Regions from separate parts of the Zea mays genome. Here all the other regions are linked to region 1. The links are chromatin contacts, called in public Hi-C maps. All regions are on one chromosome and are shown on one strand. The core of a region is the stretch at or near the end of the contact, and the rest is flanking DNA. Distances in the headings are between cores, read along the strand shown.

Region 1 (2,581 bases), core at 24-2,523:
GTGCCAGGCAACACGAGATGTGGGAGGAGAGCGTCGCCTCTGCCATCACCGCGAGGAGGGGATGGCTCGGGGAAGAGGTGGGTTTTAGGTTAAGGGTTTCATGAGAGTAGAGGAATGTGGACCGGGGAGCAAGCAAATCGACAGAGGGCAATGAGCCTTACATGCTTGGCATATGTGATGGACTCTGACAGGTCGCCGCGATGGCGAGATGACAGAGTCTGGCAGTCGCGGTGGCAGTGGGAGTTGGTCCAGCCAGGGAACATGCACCGGGAGGGAGAAAAGGGAAGGAAGACGCAACACAACTCCCTCCGTTGAATCCAATTGAAATTTCGGGCTCGAAAAGGTAGCTGCTGCACAAGAGTTGCGTGCCAACACACGGACAAGCGCACGGGGCGCTATCAGGCCTTTTCGCATCCGCTCCTGACACACGTCAACACGCCGGAGGGAGAGAGAGACAAATAGATAGATAGATAGAGAGAGAGATTGCAATTGGATGGGCTTCCTTTGCACCGCGTGGAAGTGGAACCATATGTAAACTCGGGAAAGATGAAACCGAGTTGTTGAATCTTCCGAAGCTACCTACTTTAGTTTCAGCTTTTGCCAATCATTTTCTCTGCGAGACAAGAAACATATACAAGATATTTGGTTCATGTATGGGTGAGAATGAAGCGTGCATGCATCTTTGTTCCATGACTTTATCATCATGCATCTAAGGGGGTATTTGGTTCCACGCTCTTAAAGTTTAGTCCCTCTTGATAATTACGAGTATTAAACATAGTTTAATTATAAAATTAATTACACAGATTAAGACTAAAAGACGAGACAAATTTATTAAACCTAATTAACTATATATTTAATATTCATAACTTCAAAATTTAATGTCAAGTTACTCAAACACTCTCTAAAAAGTTCACGCCCATAACTGGTTTAGTGACCAGAAAATTAAAGATAATGTATGAAGAAAGATCCCAAAGAGATTCCTCGATCCCTCCAATTTACTTGTGACCAGCCCCAAAGGGTGCAACTGCCCCGGACCCGGTGATCTATTCGGTGGGCTCATGGGCTGGCTTGTCGATCTTGTTGGGTTGGGCTTGGGCCCAGCCAATTCGCCAGCAGGTCACGCCTCAATGCATGGGGCCACTGGCTCTCACTCTGTAACTCCTTGTCCCGTGCAGGTGCGGTGCAGTGCAGTGCATAAACCCTAGTGGCAAAATCGTAGAACCCCAGGCCGCTTTGTCTCTGCCCACGGTCCAACCGAAGGAAAAAAAAGTTTGAAAATCAAACACCTTTCATTCCCCCCATCCCTCCTCCTGCTCATCACTGCTGCTCTCTGGCTGCTCCCTCTCCCTCCATCCCCACTGCTGCTCTCTTGCCAAATCTGATCTAGGGTTTCGTTCCATCTCCACGCGCCGTCCCAGTACCTATCTACTCTAGACTACTACAGTATCCAAAAGGCAAGCTTATCTGCGGAGGGAGTGAGCTGACGCATTCCCGTGCTGGCGAGGGACAGCCAGACCCAGACGGGGAGATCCGATCCGATTCCGTGCTAGCTGCTGCGGAGTGAGTGAGGTGACGCGGGAGCGGGATGGCGGCGCCGGGGCGGAGGACGGCGGACGTGTCCTCGTCCTCGCCCGCCCCCTCGCCGTCCCCTTCCACCGGTAGGCGCCTCCTGCGCACGCAGACCGTCGGCAACCTCGGCGAGTCCATCTTCGACAGCGAGGTCGTGCCGTCCTCGCTCGTCGAGATCGCACCCATCCTCCGCGTCGCCAACGAGGTCGAGGCCACCAACCCGCGCGTCGCCTACCTCTGTAAGTAATTCCTTCTCTTGCGCTACTTACTACTACTACTACTAGCGCTCCGATCCGATTCCTCGTTTGCTCCAGGTCGCTTCTACGCTTTCGAGAAGGCTCACCGCCTCGACCCGACATCCAGTGGCCGTGGTGTTCGTCAGTTTAAGACCGCACTTCTGCAGAGGCTTGAGAGGGTCCGTAGTAGTTGCACTTAAAACTCGCCACATATTCGCACACACCTCCACAACCTGCCCATGATTCTGTACACCTCTGCGCTTCTCCAGGAAAATGATCCCACGCTCAAGGGAAGGGTCCACCAGAGCGATGCTCGGGAGATGCAGCGCTTCTACCGCGAATACTACAAGAAGTACATCCAGGCACTGCAGCATGCTGCTGATAAGGCTGACCGGTGAGTGAGCAGACTCTTTTCCCGCGACGCTTCGTGCCTTCGCCGCTCGCTCGGTGCTCCGCCCTTCACGCTCTGCCTTTCTGTCTCCCCAGAGCACTGCTCACTAAAGCGTACCAGACAGCTGCTGTCTTGTTTGAGGTCTTGAGGGCCGTTAATGTCTCGCAGTCCGTTGAAGTCGATCAAGCGGTATGCCATTCATCTCCGCTGTATGCTGATCTCTGTTTTCTTTCTTTCTTCGCATTGGCACACCTTGACTTTTATCAACAGTGACTGTGAATCCTGCTCGTTTTTTTTGCTGCACAGATTTTGGATACACACAATAAGGTTGAAGAAAAGAAAAAGTTGTACGTACCTTATAACATTCTCCCGCTTGATCCTGAAA
Region 2 (2,581 bases), core at 47-2,546, 490 kb after region 1:
CCATGGAAAGAGGTGTATATATAGGCTGCTTCGACTAAACTACAGAAGTGGGATCTATCTGAATATATGCAACGGCTGTTGCAGCAAATATTTGGTGGGGCTGGGTTGGTGTGTTGTTTGTTAGTTCAATAACTTAACATTAATGAAACAGTGTTTGTGTTGTTTAGGGTTTTTTTTTCCAATTATATCGATTGGAATTTCATTTGTTGTATCCTGGCCATCATTCTTTACTCATGTCATGTGACACCTCTGCGTTTTGAAAAATAAACATTGATTATGTGGATCTGCTGAAATTGTTGTCTGACTTGCCAGTATTCACTCAACGCGGTTATCGACCTAGACAGTAGATGCGTCAAACATGAAGCCGTGTCTCATGCCCATTAGTTCCTGGTAATTAAATTTGTATTGTTATTATCACTTTTTTTGTCTTTTTCTTGATATCATGGACTTTTTTTTGGGTTATGAACTTTACATCCGCAATTAACAACACCTTGCAGTGTGAAACGTGAATGGCTCTGAAGTGAGCTTGTAGTAGCTGGTTTACTACTATGACCATGACCACCTTGCATTTCAGGCGTGAGGTTATTGATTTTTTTAAACTTCAACAAAAAAATGTGAAGTATCATTTATTTTATTTATCAGTTGAGGTTGTTTGAACGTGACTTAAAATTTTACATTTTTAAATAAATATTTTGAATAAAATAAGTGGTTGTTTTTTTAAAATTTTACATTTTTGAATAAAATAAGTGGTTAATTTTTTTTAAAAAGTCAACGGTGTCATATACTACCTCTAGTTTTTTATATATGACGCTCACCAATTCATTTTTGACTTTTCGACGACAAAAAAAAAAATTGGAGGTAGTATTTAAGAACGATGGAGTATTAGACAAAATACTCTCAGCAGCAAGCTCTTAAATTTTATTCGCCCCTGGCGTCTTGAAATTATATATACAATCTCTTGCCCTTATCGGGGGAAAAAATATATCACCTATCTTGAATTGAGTTAAATCCGCCCATTGCCATGGAAGTCCATCTCTCAAGTCCTCCACATGATCTTCCAGATCGTCTCAACTCCATGCCTCCAATCAAACAACTTTGATCCCCATTGTACAATGGAGTCACTTTGACAGCCACCGCGTCTCTAAATACAACCATCCATGCTTAATACACCTTTTGTTTTTATTAGTCTGTATGTTTTCGACGCATTGTGTTGTTTTTTTAGTAAAATGCAAACTGCATACCAAATCACCTTTTGTGTTCTAGTTTAATTTTCAAGATCCAAATTTGAATTGGGGGCTACGATCTGGAGTTGCCAGAGAACGAAGGCAAGAGCACAGGAAAAAAAAGAGGGCCAGCCCAGAGAGAGCGAGAGTTCCTGGTTGACCCGACCAGACAGACAGCGACTGCAAACAAAACCAGAGACGTTGCGAGCATGTGGTGCAGGAGAAACAATTTCTCTCCCCGCCGTCCCTGTCTCCCTGACAAGTACGATTCCGCCACCTAATCCTCTGTATGTAAATGTAATCAAGCCCCACGCTCCCCATGGTTCTCTTCCAACCCCAATTAATCCTAGGCAGGCAAAGCTCGTTTTTTCTTGTGCGCCGGTTGATTGGGCTCTCTGTTTGCGGAGTCTTGCTCTCCCTCTGGTCGGTTTTCGTTGATCCCTCCTGCATTGGTTTGCTCCGGCTCAGATCCGATTCTCTAGGTTTGTATCCTTTCCTTTAGTTCTGTTTTGGATCCTCCCTTCGTCAAGTTTTCCGGCGGTGACGGTGAGGGAGAAGTGGGTTGGCAATTTGACGAAGACACGGCCGCCCACCGCCGTGGGGTCATCCATTAGTGCGACGTCCGACGTCGCCATGGGTGATCCGGCTGCTCGAGCTTGCTCAGGTTTCCTTTTAGGGGCTATTTTGGATCGAAGATCGTTTCTTGGCGGAAAACTCCCAGATTTACAGAAGCTCACCTATTGCCCCTTTAATATTTTTTCCAGTTCCAGATTTCCCAGTAGCCCCCTTCAAATCTTTGATCGGGGTTGGGTGCAAAGCAACGTTATTTCTGCTTCATTCATGTGCGGTCTTTACGAGTTCAATTCTGCTGCCCCTTCAAGATTTGCCCTTGCGTCCTCCTCATCTTTATCTCTTTTATATATATGGTGTTTGCAGGAAGAGAGACCAAAGTATCAAGTGGAACAACAGAATTTTAGGTACTGCCGTGCCGCTCAACAAGGGAAGAGCAAGAGCTCCAGTCTCTGTCTCACTTATTATGATCCTCTATGAACCATACCCTGCAACAGATTTCATTCCAAACGGGGCATAATCATTGAAGACCAGTTAAGGGGGGCAGTGAGAAGGGATGGCGGTGGAGTTGGCCAAGCAATTGCTTGCGGTTATTGGAAGCTATACACCACCTCTCTGGGCTACCCTCATCGCCGGGGTTTTTGTTATCATCTCCGTCTCGCTGTCCCTGTACTTGCTGTTCAATCATCTGTCAGCCTACAAAAACCCAGAGGTTGTGGATCGTTATCAGTGTTGCTTAGTGTTTAAATAAATCAATGTGATACATTGTTTGAACCGTGTCTGACTTG
Region 3 (2,581 bases), core at 47-2,546, 400 kb after region 1:
TCTTATAATTTTGAACAAAATGAGTAAAAATGTAAAATATTTAAATACATTGATAGGACTACCTTTACTAGGAATACTACTTTCATAATGTATATCTCTATTTAAAAAAATATACTATTATAGATATTGGCAGTCAAGTGTTATATTAGAGACCACATTGATGTACAAGTTCTGCTCAGAGGAAAAGCTAGGACCTAGGAGATGATCTAAGATAACAAAACTCTGATACAAAGTCTTTTCGGCTCAGCAATAGTACTTTTAGCAAACCAATATGTACCCCCCGCAAAAAAAAATACAAACAGATCTTCCTGAGGCTTTGTCCTTTTTGCCAGTAATGTTTTGGGCTTTCAGCGACTCGTATAATGCTTAAAATGCTAACCCTGTATGTGTGAATACTCACATCATCAGTTCATCCAAAATGGATTCCCTTGAAACCAAAACAGCTTAACTAACCATACACAGGTTTTTAATATCAGATTCTCTTCATTTCACCCACATAATGTTGACCTAAGATTTCTAGTGAGACACCAATTGCATGTTTTTGCAATCCAAATCCAGGCTAATGCAAATATGCAATGAAAAGAGAGGTGACCTTTTCGGCATTTGCAGCAGCTTTTGCAGATTGGCCATATAGCTTCTCTTTTACACTGAGCTGCCCTTTCAACTTCTTGTCCCCCAGCGCCTACAGAGCCATTCCAAATGAGAGTAGCATAGCTGGTTAGCATATTCATCGTACAGTAGAATGATCGACACTTGCAGTTTGTTTGCAAGAGCACAGTAGTGGATTACCTTCAGGTCAGCACCCTGCCCCCGTGAATATTTGGCCACCTCCACCTCCATCTCCAGCTCGTGCGGAGCGTCCTGCTACACATGGTTATTAAAGCGGTAAAACGTTACGAACCACCTTTTTTAACGTTGAAACGTCTTTTCAGATTTTACATAAAAGTTCAGATGTAGAATAAGTTCATAAGTTCATACATAGGTTGAGTACTTGAGTTCATAAAACAAATACTAGCATAAAAGGAAACAGAGCAAGTTCAACCACACAAGTTACAACTTACTGTTTGAACCTGAACTGGGACTGGGTGCTTCACCGTCTGAATCTGATGAAGGATGGAGGAGGGGGCAGAGGAGAGGATGGACCAATGTAAGCTGGAACCGGAGGATGGACGCGGGCGGAGAGTCGGCGACGGCACTGGAGGAGGGATTTGGGCGCCGGCGCTGGAGGAGGGAGTCGGGCGGCGGCGCTAGGAGGAACTGGAGGAGAGGATGGAGGCGGGCGTCGGCGGCGGGGCAGTCTTCGGTGGTGGGGTTTTGCTCACGCTTGGGAATGATGGGAGAAGACAAGGCAGAGTAGGGTTGCAAGCGGCGCGGGCCTGCCTGCAAGCCCATTTAGCCCGCCCCGCAAACAAAAAAAGGTCCGCTGGACAATTGCAGGCCGCCTGTTTTACTGTTGCAAACATTAGATTGGAGGATGAAAACGGTCGGAAACCGTCGGTAAACACTGAAACTATTACCGTTTTCATATTTTTTTATTGGAAATAAAATCAAAAACGGTAACTCCGAAAACAGAAACGAAATCAGTATTTCGGAAACATCGGAAACGAAAGTTTGGTACGGAAAATACATCGGTAACGGTCGAAATCTAAAATACGATCGGTAAACATATCAAACTTCACAATACAACAAAGTTGACAAAAGATCACAAAGACCACAAGTCCACAATTCATGATATAACAAGTTCACAAGGATCACAAATTTATAATATAAAAAATTTACAAAGATCACAAGTTCACAGTATAACAAGTTCATAAAGATCACAAGTTCACGGACTCAAAGTTCACAATTTATAATATCCACTCGATATAGCTGACATAGCATGTTTACTTATGAAATATTTTTTCTTCACATAAAGAGTTTTTCACAACCTCATAGGAAAACCATAAAACCTAATGTGTGGAAAAGACCAAATCGTTAATCTCAACTGCCTTCCAACACCATCTATCCCAAAAAAATCTTAAGGCGTATAAAAAATACAAAAATAAGTAATCTTTATCTAGAGACGTACAGGCGATGCGAAAAATCACATGCTGGAAAATTCCGAGACACAATTCCAAAAAATTTCGAGACACAATTCCGGAAAATTTCGAGACACAAATCCGGTAATTTCCGACAAAACCCGTTAACTGAAGGAAACGATCGGTAAAACATCACGCCGATTCCGATACCGATTCCGATAGAAAATTCCGAAAACCGATTCCGTTTTCAAAAAATACCGTTACCGATGAATCCGATCGAAAAATTTAAAATCGGTTTCCAAAATTCCGAAAAATTCTGAAATCGTTTTCATCCCTAATCTAGATTACAAATTACAGTTCCACAAGGAGAGAAGGGGGCAGAGGGCACAACAAAAATTAACAAACCACGAATCGAGTCGAGTATTATTTTTTTAAATACAAAAGTGGCTAATCGCAGAGTTAAAGGAGTTTAGCACTATCGGTCGGTTGTAGAAGAGCCCTAGATTGGATTAATTTCATCTGATGGGGAAAACTTACCGTAGTAACATACTTGTTCTTCGGGT

Evidence for each region. Hi-C and Micro-C count contacts between places; a contact is called where the count stands out from the background.
Region 2: a contact with region 1 is called in a Hi-C map of ear, with 3 times the contacts expected there. The contact joins the promoter of LOC100502274 here to the promoter of LOC100280338 in region 1. A contact is called at or near these places in 6 of 25 Hi-C or Micro-C datasets (bundle sheath, ear, leaf and 2 more) and 1 of 3 datasets of contacts at active chromatin or transcription factors (leaf).
Region 3: a Hi-C map of ear shows a contact between it and region 1, with 2.2 times the contacts expected there. The contact joins the promoter of LOC100191648 here to the promoter of LOC100280338 in region 1. A contact is called at or near these places in 8 of 25 Hi-C or Micro-C datasets (bundle sheath, ear, endosperm and 3 more).

The regions. Positions count from the first base shown.
Region 1 is chr6:91,793,959-91,796,539 of Zm-B73-REFERENCE-NAM-5.0, forward strand. LOC100280338 reads left to right here and starts at 1,274. Exons shown (of 41, transcript NM_001362453.1): 1 at 1,274-1,808; 2 at 1,884-1,984; 3 at 2,075-2,199; 4 at 2,292-2,385; 5 at 2,503-2,581. The coding sequence starts at 1,586.
Region 2 is chr6:92,284,736-92,287,316 of Zm-B73-REFERENCE-NAM-5.0, forward strand. It overlaps LOC100502274 (Protein LAZ1), which reads left to right and starts at 1,297. Exons shown (of 10, transcript XM_035959972.1): 1 at 1,297-1,485; 2 at 2,160-2,200; 3 at 2,291-2,505. The coding sequence starts at 2,350. LOC542305 (cyclin 3) reads left to right here. Exons shown (of 11, transcript NM_001363253.1): 11 at 1-280.
Region 3 is chr6:92,191,768-92,194,348 of Zm-B73-REFERENCE-NAM-5.0, forward strand. It overlaps LOC100191648 (Transducin/WD40 repeat-like superfamily protein), which reads right to left and starts at 1,297. Exons shown (of 8, transcript NM_001137077.1): 1 at 1,062-1,297; 2 at 790-864; 3 at 593-682. The coding sequence starts at 840.